2 separate regions of the Sus scrofa genome follow, and region 1 is linked to region 2. A link is a contact called in public HiChIP or PLAC-seq data. All regions are on one chromosome and are shown on one strand. Each heading gives the region's core, a stretch centred on a gene start, on an enhancer-like site or on the middle of the called end of the contact. The rest is flanking DNA. Distances are from core to core; before and after follow the strand shown.

The links. HiChIP or PLAC-seq counts read pairs in DNA pulled down with a chosen protein or histone mark.
Region 1: an H3K27ac HiChIP or PLAC-seq map of alveolar macrophages shows a contact between it and region 2. The contact joins two enhancer-like sites. A contact is called at or near these places in 2 of 47 Hi-C or Micro-C datasets (epiblast stem cells and fetal skeletal muscle) and 2 of 2 datasets of contacts at active chromatin or transcription factors (alveolar macrophages and skeletal muscle).

Annotation. Positions count from the first base shown.
Region 1 is chr14:101,148,438-101,155,380 of Sscrofa11.1, reverse strand. LIPA (lipase A, lysosomal acid type) reads left to right here. Exons shown (of 9, transcript NM_001123134.1): 3 at 6,865-6,943. Among named protein-coding and RNA genes, the nearest start is that of LIPA, 10 kb to the left of the region's middle. Within about 2 kb of position 2,795, at least 16 of the 83 cell types and tissues checked have an H3K27ac peak or open chromatin away from gene starts, as enhancers often do. A contact at or near this core is called in alveolar macrophages, where this site is marked.
Region 2 is chr14:100,976,868-100,983,440 of Sscrofa11.1, reverse strand. No RefSeq gene overlaps it. Among named protein-coding and RNA genes, the nearest start is that of FAS, 53 kb to the right of the region's middle. Within about 2 kb of position 2,735, at least 3 of the 83 cell types and tissues checked have an H3K27ac peak or open chromatin away from gene starts, as enhancers often do. A contact at or near this core is called in alveolar macrophages, where this site is marked.

The sequences.
Region 1 (6,943 bases), core at 1,546-4,045, 170 kb before region 2:
AAGGCTAGGCCACATGGCTCCTCCACCCATGCCAATTGCTTTCCTTTCTGCCAGCCTCCCTCTTCTTGTCCGGCTCATGAAGTTTTGCAGGATTAAGCTTCTTAGAGCCCAGGTGTAATTCTATGATATTGCCACTCAGTGGTCTTCATGAGCCTAATCAATGAAGATAACACTCTTCCTCGCTGTTTTGTTCTAGCTGTTGTCTGTCCTGTTTACCCTCACTTTATACAGCAGTGGACCTTCGAAGTTCACCATGGATATGTGCAGAGAACTTCATGATTCCCCAAACTAGTGATTACAGTTAGAAGCCGTGAGGTCTGTGGTATCTTTTGTAGAATTGGATAGAATACCGTATTCTCCTCATATCCCTTTCACAAGCATGAGGAGTGCTTGAGAACCATGGTTGCCAGCTACCCGTACCCACCATTTAAGAAACATTTATTATTTCCCAACTGTCCAGGTTTAAATTGGTGCCATAGCCAAATCAGGAGTGGTATAACTGATGTTGTATCTGTTATGTTAATACATATCAAAGAACTACTCTTTGACATACTCAAATCCAAGTGAGTTATTTCCCTTTTGTTAAATTCTCCCTGGGCCTCAGCTGGTCACATGCCCCTCTGGAATGGTGCTCACTCTGGCCACCGTCTTTTTTTGGGGGGCTTTTCTGGGGCGGCTCCTGTGGCATATGGAGGTTCTCAGGCTAGGGGTGGAATCGGAGCTGTAGCCACCCACCTACGCCAGAGCCACAGCAACACAGGATCCGAGCCGCATCTGTGACCTACACCACAGCTCACAGCAACGCTGGGTCCTTAACCCACTGAGCAAGGGCAGGGACCGAACCCACAACCTCATGGTTCCTAGTCGGATTCGTTAACCACTGCACCACAGCGGGAACTCCTCTGGCCACCATCTTCATTGCTATACATTCTAAAAACAATCCTTTCCATCCTTCCAGCTTAACTGCCAACTTCCCCGTTCGCTTGTGCAGGAAGGAGATGCACTTCCTCAGAACTCCCAAATGCCTCGTCGCCTCGAGGTGCTTTTCTTACTCTGCGTTGGGGTTGACTTTGTGTACTCCTCTCTCCCCACCCTCCCTCTCTGCAGCCACTCTGATGGCAGAAGCTGCATCTTTGCCTGCTTTGTATTTCTCACAGCAACCAGCAGCAACATGCCTTCTGAGTGGCTGGCCTAAGTAAGAGTTATATGGGGCAGTCTTCAAAATTGGGATTCTAAAGTGGATGAAGGCAATGGATCCTCTCTCTGGTAAGAAAAAAAGAGAGAGAGGGAGGGGGTTGGGAAGGAGAGAGGAGGGGAGGAAGGGAGGGAGGAAGAAAGGAAGGGAGGAAGGAAGGGAGGGAGGGAGGGCACCTGGGCACACAAATATTTTATATTCAGCTGCCGAGAGCTTATGGACCCAGTAAAGAATCCCCTGATATAGATAATCATTTGCCTGTCTGGTCAGACCTCTACTAATTAGGCAGCTTGAAATGTGTATTTAGAAAACTCTTGGCAACGTATGGAGTAGATATATGTTTCTAAATGTTAACAAACTTATCTATCGAGTGTTGAGCTACCCCTCATTTGCACTAACTCCACAAGAGAATTGAAGTTCAGAATCTGTTGCTTAGGGAAGTGGTTATGTTTTTCATCTGCTCAGCCTGATTTCAGAAAGTCATGGGGTGGTAGCACTAGAAGCATCTGAGTCCTGCCAGGGCCAGGGATTTAGAGAGTTTGCTTTTTTCTTTTCTTTCTTTTTTTTTTTTTTCTTTTTAGGGCTGCACCTACAGCATATGGAAATTCCTAGGCTTGGGGCCGAATCAGAGCTGCAGCTGCTGGCTTACACCACACCCACAGCAACTCGGGATCTGAGCCACTTCTTTGACCTGTTCCACAGTTCATGGCAACACTGGGTCTTCAACCCACTGAGCGAGGCCAGGGATCGAACCCACATCCTCATGGATGCTTATCTGGTTTGTTACCACAATGGGAACTCCTGGAGAGCTTGCATTTTTAGCATAACTCCCCAGTGTATTCCAAGGTAAAATCCCTGGGTTTGGGAACCCATGTTCTAGAACAACACTCTCATTTTACTGGACCAGACAGTGAGACTCAAAGAGGGAAAGGGATTTACTTGAGGTCAAAGGATAGTGGCCCAGTCAGTCTGCCATCAGATTCACTGTTCTTTGCACTGGAGTATTCGATCTTACGTAATAAGTATTGAGCAAGCTATTAATTCTGTGATAGTAAGAATATTTATTTATTTGTCTAAAATAGGGAAATAAATAAAGGCCTTGCCTAAAATACATAAAGTACCAATGATCACTTACTTCTTGCCAAACCGGGAAATAAACTGTAAAATAAAGCAATTAGCAAATGAAGCACCGGTATTGGAATACTTATGTCTGAAGAGCATTGTGTGTTTGATGGTCCAATAAGTAAAGTGCATTTTAGGCTGTTAAGTAATTGCCTTCTTGCAGAAACAGGCTATTTGAACTTTGCCTTAGGAAAGAATCATCAGGGGTTGCCCAATGAACTTTTTGTGAGTCATATTTGAAAATCTACCACGTGGCTTGTGAGCTAGGTCTTTGGGGGAAAAGTCACTGGCCTGTGGTTTTAAAAAAACATTTTTTTTTTGATTGTATATTTTAGGATTCTGACCAATTTCTGGTTTTTCTCCTCTTCCCTTTTATGTGGTTCCTAGGGAAACCATTTCCTAAATGCAGAGGCCTTGATCAGCTTGGATATAATTCCTCGCCTCCCGAAGGCCCTGGACAGATGGGCTATTAAGCAGTGCCGGGCTTGCTTGGACCTTGATGGCACTCTGGGTAGGGAGCTGTGTTCAGACCCTCTGCCTAATGAGTACCACAAGGCAGTGTCCGCTTCACAGCACAATTTGTCTCCTAACTGCAGGTGAGGGCTGGAGCAAAGCGTCAGAGTGGAAAGGAAGAGAGCACTCTGCTCAGCACCCCTCCTTCCTCCAGGGCTCCTTCTCCTCCTGCTTGAGGGCTCTTCCCTGGTCTCTGTCCTCAGCCTCAAGGTTGCTTCAGGGAGGATTTCCCCAGCTGCCCACACTCAGACAGGCTCCTGGGTGCATATTCTCATAGCTCTCTATGCATTTACTTCATAGCAGTTAAGACAGTAAATAATAAGTTATTATGCTGGTGGTGAGGTCTGTAACCTTGGTTTTCCGCAGTGGGCCTTGAGCTTTCTTCCTGCCCAAGGCTTCAGTCTACCCGCTCCTATAGTCCCGGGACCTCCTGGGGATTGGGTTGGCCAAAGCTCTGCATGTTCCTTGTTCAAGAGCACTTTGAGGCTGGACACCCAGTGGTTAAATGGGAGCACGCTCACAGCATTGGCCTTGGGTTTAAGTCCTGGCTCTGCTACTTTAACTAGCTGCATGACCTCGACAGTGTACTTGAGCTCACTAAGTTTTAATTTCTTCATCTACTAAATGAGAAGAATAATACTTGCCACTTCATAGGTGGTTGTAAAAGTTAGATGAAATAAGGCTTGTAAAGTGTGGAAAGTGCTTGATTTTGATAACCTCAAGTGTACCAGCTTCCATTGCTTAAGTTTCTGGGGATAAATACTTAGGAGATAAGCCTCTCCTTATTTCTTCTTCATGTGCATGTAAGGTGGCTGAGGCTTCCCACTAATGTGACTTGTTTATGGTGTTTGGGGCTGGTTTTTGAGACCAATTCTTCAAACTAGACATAGACTACAAAAATTCACTCAATCGCCCCCTGCTTTGGATAAATGAAAGTCTATACTCAATAATTCTTGAGTAGGGGGCCCTAGAACTGCCTCCAGGGGTCTGTTGGATGCAGACCCAGGATCTCCACATTCGATGGGCCCGCCCAGCACTGCAGAGGACTGGACACACTCACCTTTCGATGGATCCACCTTGAACATGGCTATAGATGGGCTCTATCGCAAGAGGCAAGGGAACGTCTCAAAAATGATTTCCAGGCTCTGTCCCTGGAGTTCCCGGCTCCTTAAATCAGGACTAGGGCCAGAATTTTTTTTTTTTTTTTTTTTGTCTTTTTGCTATTTCTTTGGGCCGCTTCCGCGGCATATGGAGGTTCCCAGGCTAGGGGTCTAATCGGAGCCACCGGCCTACACCAGAGCCACAGCAACTCAGGATCTGAGCCACGTCTGCAACCTACACCACAGCTCACGGCAACGCCAGATCGTTAACCCACTGAGCAAGTGCAGGGACCGAACCCGCAACCTCATGGTTCCTAGTTGGATTTGTTAACCACTGCACCACGACGGGAACTCCTTTTTTTTTTTTTTTTTTTTTTTTTTTTTTTTTGGTCTTTATAGGGCCACACCTGCGGTATATGGAAGTTCTCAGGCTAGGGGTAGAATCGGAGCTACATCTGCCGGTCTATACTGCAGCCACAGCAACACTAGATCCAAGCCATGTCTGCGACCTATACCACAGCTCATGGCAACGCTGTATCCCCCACCCATTGAGAGAGGCCAGGGATAGAACCTGCAACCTCATGGATTCTAGTCTAATTTGTTATTGCTGAGCCACAACGGGAACTCCTGAGAAATGTGTAATTTTTTTAAGTGACCCTAGATGATTATGATATAGAGCCACTTTTGGGAAATAGTGCTTGGCTTGCTTTGAAGTGACTGGGTACAAACAGGGTATTTCTCAGCACTCTTCCTCTCCCCTGCCTCTTTATTTTTGAATGAAGTTTTCTTTAGAGTTGTGATTGCAAGCAAGGACTTTGGAATGAGGCTGACTTGGGTTCTAGTTCTGGCTCACTGCTAGGTGAGTGTTCTAGGGCAGGTCACTTAACCTCTCTTCAGACACCAGTCACCTCATCTTTAACATGGGGGTGGATCTTAATAGCTCTCTGGCAACAGTGTAGTCCATGTAAAACACAACGCAGGATCAGTAGCTGTATGACAAATACTAGTAATAATGACAAATCGATCAGATGCTAGAATGCTCACTAGGGTTTATCTTAAGTAGTTGACACAGTTTCAGGAAGCTACTGGGGCCCTGGCACTTTGGGTGATCTACAGCCTGTCTTTCAGATACTTGAACCAGCTCTTGGACTTAGGGTTGTCCAGTCCCGTGGATGGTTGCAGGGAGGCCTAAAGTGAGGGGTGATCCTGACTTTGATTACTTAGCATGGGGTGGCAAGGATGCACGTGCACCCTAAGCCAGGTCCTTGTTTCCAATTTGTCTAGAAATGACTTCTGCAGAAAGACAGGGGGGCCCTTATGCCATTTACAGGCTGTCGTCTTCTTGTTTTTTTGTCTTTTTAGGCTCTACCTGCATCATATGGAGGTTCCCAGGCTAGGGGTCCAATCTGAGCTATAGCCACCAGCCTGCACCAAAGCCATAGCAATCCTAAAGGGTTTCATGTCTAGTGAGAACCAAAGTCTGTTTCATGCCAACGCCCTCATCCTTGTGATCGCCTCTTCCTCCTTCTGGTTCTTGGTTGGACCTCCCCTGATTTCGCAGTTTTTGAGTGTCATGGAGACCCCTCCAGTCACTCCCCTGGCGGAAAGGCCCAGTGCCTTGGGAAGCAGGAGGAACTTCCTCATACATCGGTCTTCTTCCTCTTGTGAGGCCGGCGGCTCAGCAGATTGATTTTTGGAGCCTGAGTAATGGCCTCCTGCGTTTCACCCACGTTGGTCCCATCAGGCTGCAGCGCCCGGGCGGGCCATCACTGGGCCGCGTCTCTGCCAGCTCTGTGCTAACTGCTTAGGTGACTGTGATGGTGGGACCAACATGGGTGAAGGTCAGTGTATGGTGCGAATATAGGAGCTTTGAGAAACCCTTCCATGGAATGTAGAGGAAGGGGTCTGGGGGTGTTTTAAGCCTTGTGCAGGAGTGAATGGCAGGTATGGGCTGAAGTAGGGGTGTTCCTAGATGTATCAGAAGCCCCTCAGCTACCATAATTGGCACACGTGCATGGTGGGCACATGCCTGAGTTGGCTGCTTGCACTTTTCTGAGCTTCCCGCTCACCCCCTGGGAAAGAGTCAGGGGCTCCTCATTGCCACTGAGAACCCAGGAGTTAATTACTGGTGGGGCTTAAAGAGTTCCCTGGTTTATCTTCAAGTTGCCAACTCCTGCATTTCTCCTTTGAAGCTTCTGAGGAGTCAGGGAGGGATGTGCAGAGAGATTTCAGGGGAATTTGAAATACTACCCATTGAGAAAAGGTAGGGAGCTGACTCCCAGCCCCCCATGAACTGGCACCTTCCTCCCCTTCGAGCCTCAGTCCTGGCCTGGCCGCCCCACTCCATCCTGCTCTCCTCTCTTTTCTTCCACACCTGTCAAAGCCCATCCTCCCTTCTCAGAACTCCGCCCTGTGAAGTTAGCTTCACGGTTTCCACTCAGTGTCTGAAAAGGCACAGGTGGCCACACCTGCAGCATGTAGAAGTTCCCAGGCCAGGAATCGAACCCGTGCCACAGCAGCAACCTGAGCCCTGCTTTCCTTCTGTCTCGCTCTAATTCTCCTTTCCAGGGAGACAGTGCGGTGCAGATGCTCGTGCCCCCGTGTCCCCACGGGGGGTTGTCTGGGTTATTCCTTGGTCAGCCTGACCTTCTGATCTTTTAAGGTCAAATCTCCTTCCTCATGGCCTATCCCCACAGCACCTTTAATGGGTGAGAAGTGTCACAATGTGCCTAAGGAAAACATTTGCACCATTGTACAGCTCCCGGGCACCCTTCACGCAGTGTACTACACTTGCCGCTCAATGACAGTGCTTCCCCAGTCTTTTGTTTCTGTTTCATTACTTGCTTTGTGATCTTTTGTGACTTACCTGGTTAGCAAGATATCGTTTGTTTTGAAGCTTGGAGCTGCTAACTCCTAAACACAAATGCTTTCCAGGTCCCAAACCAGTTGTGTTCCTGCAGCATGGCTTGCTGGCAGATTCCAGTAACTGGGTCGTAAACCTGCCCAAGAACAG
Region 2 (6,573 bases), core at 1,486-3,985:
TGCCTTAGGAAGCATTATCTTTCTAAGAAAACTACTATCGTGTATATAATACATAGCTGAATTTTTTTCCCTAATTTTATGTAGCTGGAATGCAATGCAGTATATACCAGCTCTTTAGATTTCAATATTGTATTTGTGGAAATCACACACTGTTGCAAGCAGAATTATTTTGTTGCTATTGCGTGAAAATGGCACCATAATTTTTTTTTTTTTTTTTTTTTTTGGCCATTTCTTGGGCTGTTCCCTTGGCATATGGAGGTTCCCAGGCTAGGGGTCGAACTGGAGCTGTAGCCACCGGCCTACACCAGAGCCACAGCAATGCGGGATCTGAGCCTCGTCTGCGACCTACACCACAGCTCATGGCAACGCCGGATTGTCAACCCTCTGAGCAAGGCCAGGGATCGAACCCGCAACCTCATGGTTCCTGGTCAGATTCGTTAACCACTGTGCCACGACAGGAACTCCGAAAATGGCACCACAATTTTTCTATTCATTTTACTCTTGATGTACATTTGATTTGGTTTCAATTTGAGGCTATTATAAATAATTCTGTTGTGCATATTTTGCTACACATTTTATGGTGACTAGCTGTATGCATTTCTTCACAAATTTGTGTACTTTCACAAATGAAATTGCTGGGTCATAAAGAACACTCATGTTCAATTTTGCTAGATACTGCTAAATAGTTAAGGAGTACGCCAAAGTGTCTATACCAACATGGGCTCTGATCACAGGGGCAGGAGCGTGTGGCTGACCCATGATATCACCAGTGTGTGAAATTACTTATCTTTTTCATTTTAGCCTTTCATGTAATGGTGAACTGCTATTGAAATTGTTTTGAGTTAGCATTACCTTAATAACCTGTAAAGTTGAGTACCTTTTCTTATGTTGATTGTCCTTTTGAATATCTCCTTTGTCTATTTTTTCCTATTGCATTGTTTGATTTTTTTTTTCCTTTTTACGAGCTTTAAAGATATATATATTCGGTATGTGAACCCTTTTGAGACATGTTTTGCATATGTCCTCTCCCATTCTGTAGTGATGTCTTTTGATGAAGAGCTATCTTTAATTAAAATATACAGTTCAATGCATCCTTTTTCTGGTTAGTGCTTTCTAGTGTATGAGGAAATCTTTGTCTACTTCGAAGTCATGAAGACATTCTTCTGTTCTTTAATCTAGATGCTTTGTTATTTTATTTGTCATAACATCGGTCTCTCTGGAATTAATTTGGTTTACAGTGAGACATAGAGGTGAAGTTTTTTTTCGTAAGCGTGTCCACTTGACACAGCCTCATTTTTCAAGACTGACATTTCCCTACTGCACTTAAGTAATCAAAGAGCCGTATGTGGTTCTGTTTCCGTACTCTGCTTTCTGTTCCATTGCTCTGGTTGTCTGTTCTTGTACCAGTGCCCCACTGAAACGGATTAACTGCTCAGTAGCAAGCCTTTTTATCTAGCAGTTTAAGACCTTCAGGCTTATGTTTCTTTTGCAATATCGACTTAGTTATTCTTGGGTCTTCTCATTTCTCATACAAATTATAGAGGCCTTAATTTCTTTTTTCCATTTTTTAAAGCTTTATTAAAGTATCGTTGATTTACCAGGTGATCATTTTTGCTGTACAACAAGGTGATTCAGCTATACATGTATGCACACATCCATTCTTTATCATATTCTTTTCCCACATAGACTATCGCAGAACATTGGGTAGAGCTCCCTGTACGACACAGCTCCTGTTGCCCACTTATTCCATATACCACCATGTGCATGGCATCTTATTAATTTCTACATGTACATAGGCAGAGACACACAAACTTCCTTGGAATTTGATTGGATGTGCATTAAATTTATAGAGCTATTTGAGGAGAAGTGATATTTTTACAATATTGAGTCTTTTTATCCATTAAAATGATTTCGGTACCTGTTTTATTAGGCTTTCTGCTTTCTCTCAAACTTGATTATATTTCTCAAAAAGACCACACATCATCTTTCTCAGGAGATTTTACTTTTTGTTTACCACTATTTTATTAATATGCACTTTTTCTGATTACGTAAATAATAATTGTTTAATGTACAAAATTTTTCAACTGCAAAGAGGAGAGAAAAATCAACAATTCATTCTTGATTTCAACCATCTGATATAATCACCATGAATATTTTGATGTCAATATCTTCCATATATGCTGTAAAATGAGGACCATACTGTATACAGTCTTTCATATCTTCCTTTGTCTCTTAACATATTTCAGAGATATTTTATCTCTTGAACAAATTTTCATGCAAACATGATTTAGAAAATACCTAAATAGTACTCTTCCAACATATTGGCATCAAATAAACTATTTAACAGAACCTGTATTATTGGTAATCAGATATTTTTCAGATTCTTTTTCTATTCTGAATCATATTGGAGCAAACATTCTGGTAAATAAATATTTGGTTTTATGCTCAGCTGTCAGGACTTTTTGAAACTGTTGGGGCCCCTCTCACCAGGCATCCCCTTGAGAATGAAATCATATTTAAACCCTACTCGACAATCTCTGATGCACCACCAGGTCCAAGGAAAGCAGCATGAATTGGGAGTCCAGTATTTTCTTAAGATCATCCAACTATTGGGTGATTATCCAAAATGCTTCATTGTGGGAGCAGAAACGTAGCTCTAAGCAGCCACAGCTGAGCTGCACCCTCTTTCAGGGGAAGGCTATGGTGCTGACAGGCAAAAACACATGATGCGTGAGGCCATTAAGGACATCTGGCAAACAACTCCTGCCCACTTCCTCTCTTCTCTCTGCCTTTCCTCCTTTCTCTGTGAGGAAAAGCAGTGGGGAGGGGAAAGGAAGTGAGCAAGCCAAAGGGTTGTGGGGCTGCTGTGGTCAAGTGTGTCTGGGCTTATATAGAATTTGGTGCTCATCTCTGTGGGAGTTTGTTTTGACCCTACAAATTGTTTTTCTGATGCCTCTCCTTCATGGCTGGGATGACATGGTCTATCATTTGTTCTGACATATTCTTCTGGGAGTGATTTATCACTTATCTATATCCCATTCTAAAACATTATTCCAGAAGTTCCCATGGTGGCTCAGCTGAAATGAATCTGACTAGTATCCATCCATGAGGATGGATTCCTGGCCTCACTCAGTGGGTTAAGGATCCGGCATCCGCTAGCCTGGGAATCTCCACATGTGGTGAAGCCTTAAAAAGACAGAAAGGGAAAAAAATATATGTGTGTGTGTGTGTGTGTGTGTGTGTGTGTGTGTGTATTCCGGAGGGCTTGCTTTATAGCTGAGGTCCCCTGATTTTAGGGAACCTGCATCTTTCATGCTACAGAGCAAGCAAATTTGCCATGGCCTTCCCAAGGGGACATTGTATCTATCTTCCAAGGCTGCTTGCTATATAAGCCTACTTGAAACGACAGCCAGAAACAAAGGACAGTTAGGAATTCTCTTGTGGTGCAGCAAGTTAAAGATTCAGTGTTATCACTGCAATGGCTTGGATTGCTGCTGTGGTGCAGGTTGGATTTTGGCCTGGGAATTTCCACACTCCCCCTAAAAGTTAATGCCTCATTCTCAAGACATGGAGAATCACAAGAGCCACATGAGAATTAGTTCTGCCTGGAAATCAAGGAGGGCTTCCTAGAGGAGTTGTCTAATTTTAAGAATAAATGTGCAAACTATTATGTTTAGAATGGATATGCAAAGAGGTCCTGCTTTATAGCAGAGGGATTCAATCACTTATGATTGAACATGATGGAAGATAATATGAGAAAAAGAATGTACATATATGTATGACTGGGTCACTTTGTGTATAGCAGAAATTGGCAGAACATTGCAAGTCAACTATACTTTAATAAAAACATTTTTTTAAAAGAAAAAAGAAAAGAATAAATAGGAGGTCACCAGCCGGAGACGTACCAGGAAAGACACCTTAGAGAGTGGAAATTGAGGGAGCAAAGACCTGGAGATGAAATGAGGAAAGTACCAGGACAATTTGCAATGACTAGAGACTAAAATATGGTTCTCACATTCAAAGATGGAATCAAAATTTGATCATTATTTAAATTTATTTTTGCTGCAAATTGGTGTCAGCATGGTCACAGGAATATTTGTGAGACAAATCATTGAACCGAATGCACTGAAGGATGGGAGTACAGATCAGGATTCACTCTGCTGGGATAAATATGTTTTGGCTTCTGGAGCTACACAGAATGAATGCCCCTCCACTCACCTAATTATAAGAGCAGTGCTGCAGCTATCTAAGGACTCCTTTCCCAAGGCCTTCAGAACCTGTTGGTCTTTCAGCCACTCCATATATGTCATGGTTTTAAACTCTTCTTCAAATTAGTCGTCTTTCTCTGAACATATTCCGGAACACCCTAAAAGTGTATCATCTGGGGAGTTCCCACTGCAGCACAGTGGAAATGAATCTGACTAGTATCTGTGAGCATGCGGGTTCAATCCCTGGCCTGGCTCAGTGGGTTAAGAATCAGGCATTGCCGAGAGCTGTGGTGTAGGGGGCAGACGCAGCTCAAATCTGGTGTTGGTGTGGCTGTGGTATAAGCCAGCAGATGTAGCTCTGATTTGACCCCTAGCCTGGGAACCTCCATATGCTGCAGGTGTAGCCCTAAAAAGAAAAAAAAGTGTATCATCTGGGACTGGACAGGATTTGGGGGTCTTGAGGTCATCCTTTAAACAGTCGAGGATCTAAATGACTAACTCCATTGATGGCTTCTGGTTCTACTGGAATTCATGTTGTCAAAGCAACAACAGAGCAGTAAGGTCATCACCCCACCCGCCCAGTTAGGATCACATGTGGCTTTTGGACGAACCTGGCCCTGCCAAGGGAGGTGCTGACCAATCTGGAGAAAAGAATTTTTGGTAGCCTAACAATCCTTCCTTAACTGGGGCCAGAGGACCATTCACATCAATATTATGGGGAGGGGGAGAGGTGTGACTATTAAATGCAGATTCCTGGGCACTACCCCTAGCAAATCAATCTCCCAGTGGGTAGAGCTTGGGAAATCTACATTTTTCACAAACTCCTTTGGTGACTTTTACACTTTCAAATATTTGTGTGCACATGAATATGTTATGCACTCGTAGTTAGAAAATTCCTGCTTAAGAAGGTGGTTAGGAAATGAGTCCTTTTGTCCTGAAGGAGTTAATAAACCTCCCTGAGGAGCCAATGCACTTCCCAGCCCAAGGGAGGAATTTCCCACCTATTCCTGCCAGTATGTCTCCAACATCCCTCAGAGGAAAGGGTAGTTTATTCTCTTTATCTCATCACTGAGGGCAGAGTGGAAGCAGAGATTGTTTTCTTTTGTCCGGAGGGGTGACTCACACAAGTGATCCAGGAGGACTGCCTGCATCATGCAGCTCAGATACGATAATCCTCAGTAGAAAGTCCACATGGATTGTGAGACTCTGTGCAAGGTGCACAAGTGGCAAAGAGTTAAACAAACCACAGTGTGATTGGATGTCTAGAAAAAAATGCTAATGATAATGTTGGTGGGCACACCAGAAACTATGTATCATAGTAAGTGCCATGAATGAAGTAAGGGGAGTACAGTGAGAGAACGGATAGAAAATACATTGGGTTTATTTCCCTTCAAAGGCAAGGCGAAAAATGGAAAGACAACACGCTAAGTCTATGGGAAATCAAAAACAGGCAAATGCTAATAGTATGTCCCGAAATAAACAGTTTATATTATATATGATAGCGTTTAACACATTATGTCTTTTAGTCCTCCCAATTCCTCTAAGTCAGATATAATTATTCCTGTTTAACAGATGAAAAATGAGATTAAGAGGGTTCAAGGTGTTTATTAATTTAGTCCACAAACATTTATGGAGCATCCTTCAGGCACGGTATCAGAATCCTATAACCTGTTAGTCCCTGGCCTCTGACTTCAGGATGCACACTTTCTGTGATCTCTGCAGTCAAATTGCTCACAGCAGGAGTTCCTGCTGTGGCACAATGGGATTGATAGTGTCTCTGCAGCGCTAGGACGAAGGTTTGATCCCTAGCCTGGCACAATGGGTTAAAGGATCCCAAGTTGCCACAACTGTGGCATAGCTTGCAACCGTGGCATAGCTGGCAGCTGTGGCTCAGACTCAATCTCTGGTCTGGGAACTTCCATATGCCTTGGGTGTGGCCATTAAAAAAAAATTTCCCATAGCATGTTTACCAAAAGGTGCAAATGTGAAAATATAAGTTACAATGTAACTTGAAGGTGAATACAATGCACTACATAAGCTAAAATATAGAGTTGGTAAATTTCTAAAAGAGCTATGTAGATCAAAAATGTCAATGCTTGTGGTTTGGAGGTTCTGAAAGGGCTTCTTACAAAGTATGGACTTGGGATGGGCTTTTAAATATTAAAATAGAATTTAGTGATGATATCAGGAATAGAAGGCATTTGCTAAAGTTACACAGAAAGTTGAAAAATAAAAACAAACCACCGATTATTCACATTAAAATACCAGCTCACTTGATCAAGCAACATGATTTACAAGGTGCACAAATTCTCAAATCACTGAGCTCTGGGACTCCAAAACTATAATACCTACGCTCTTATTAAAG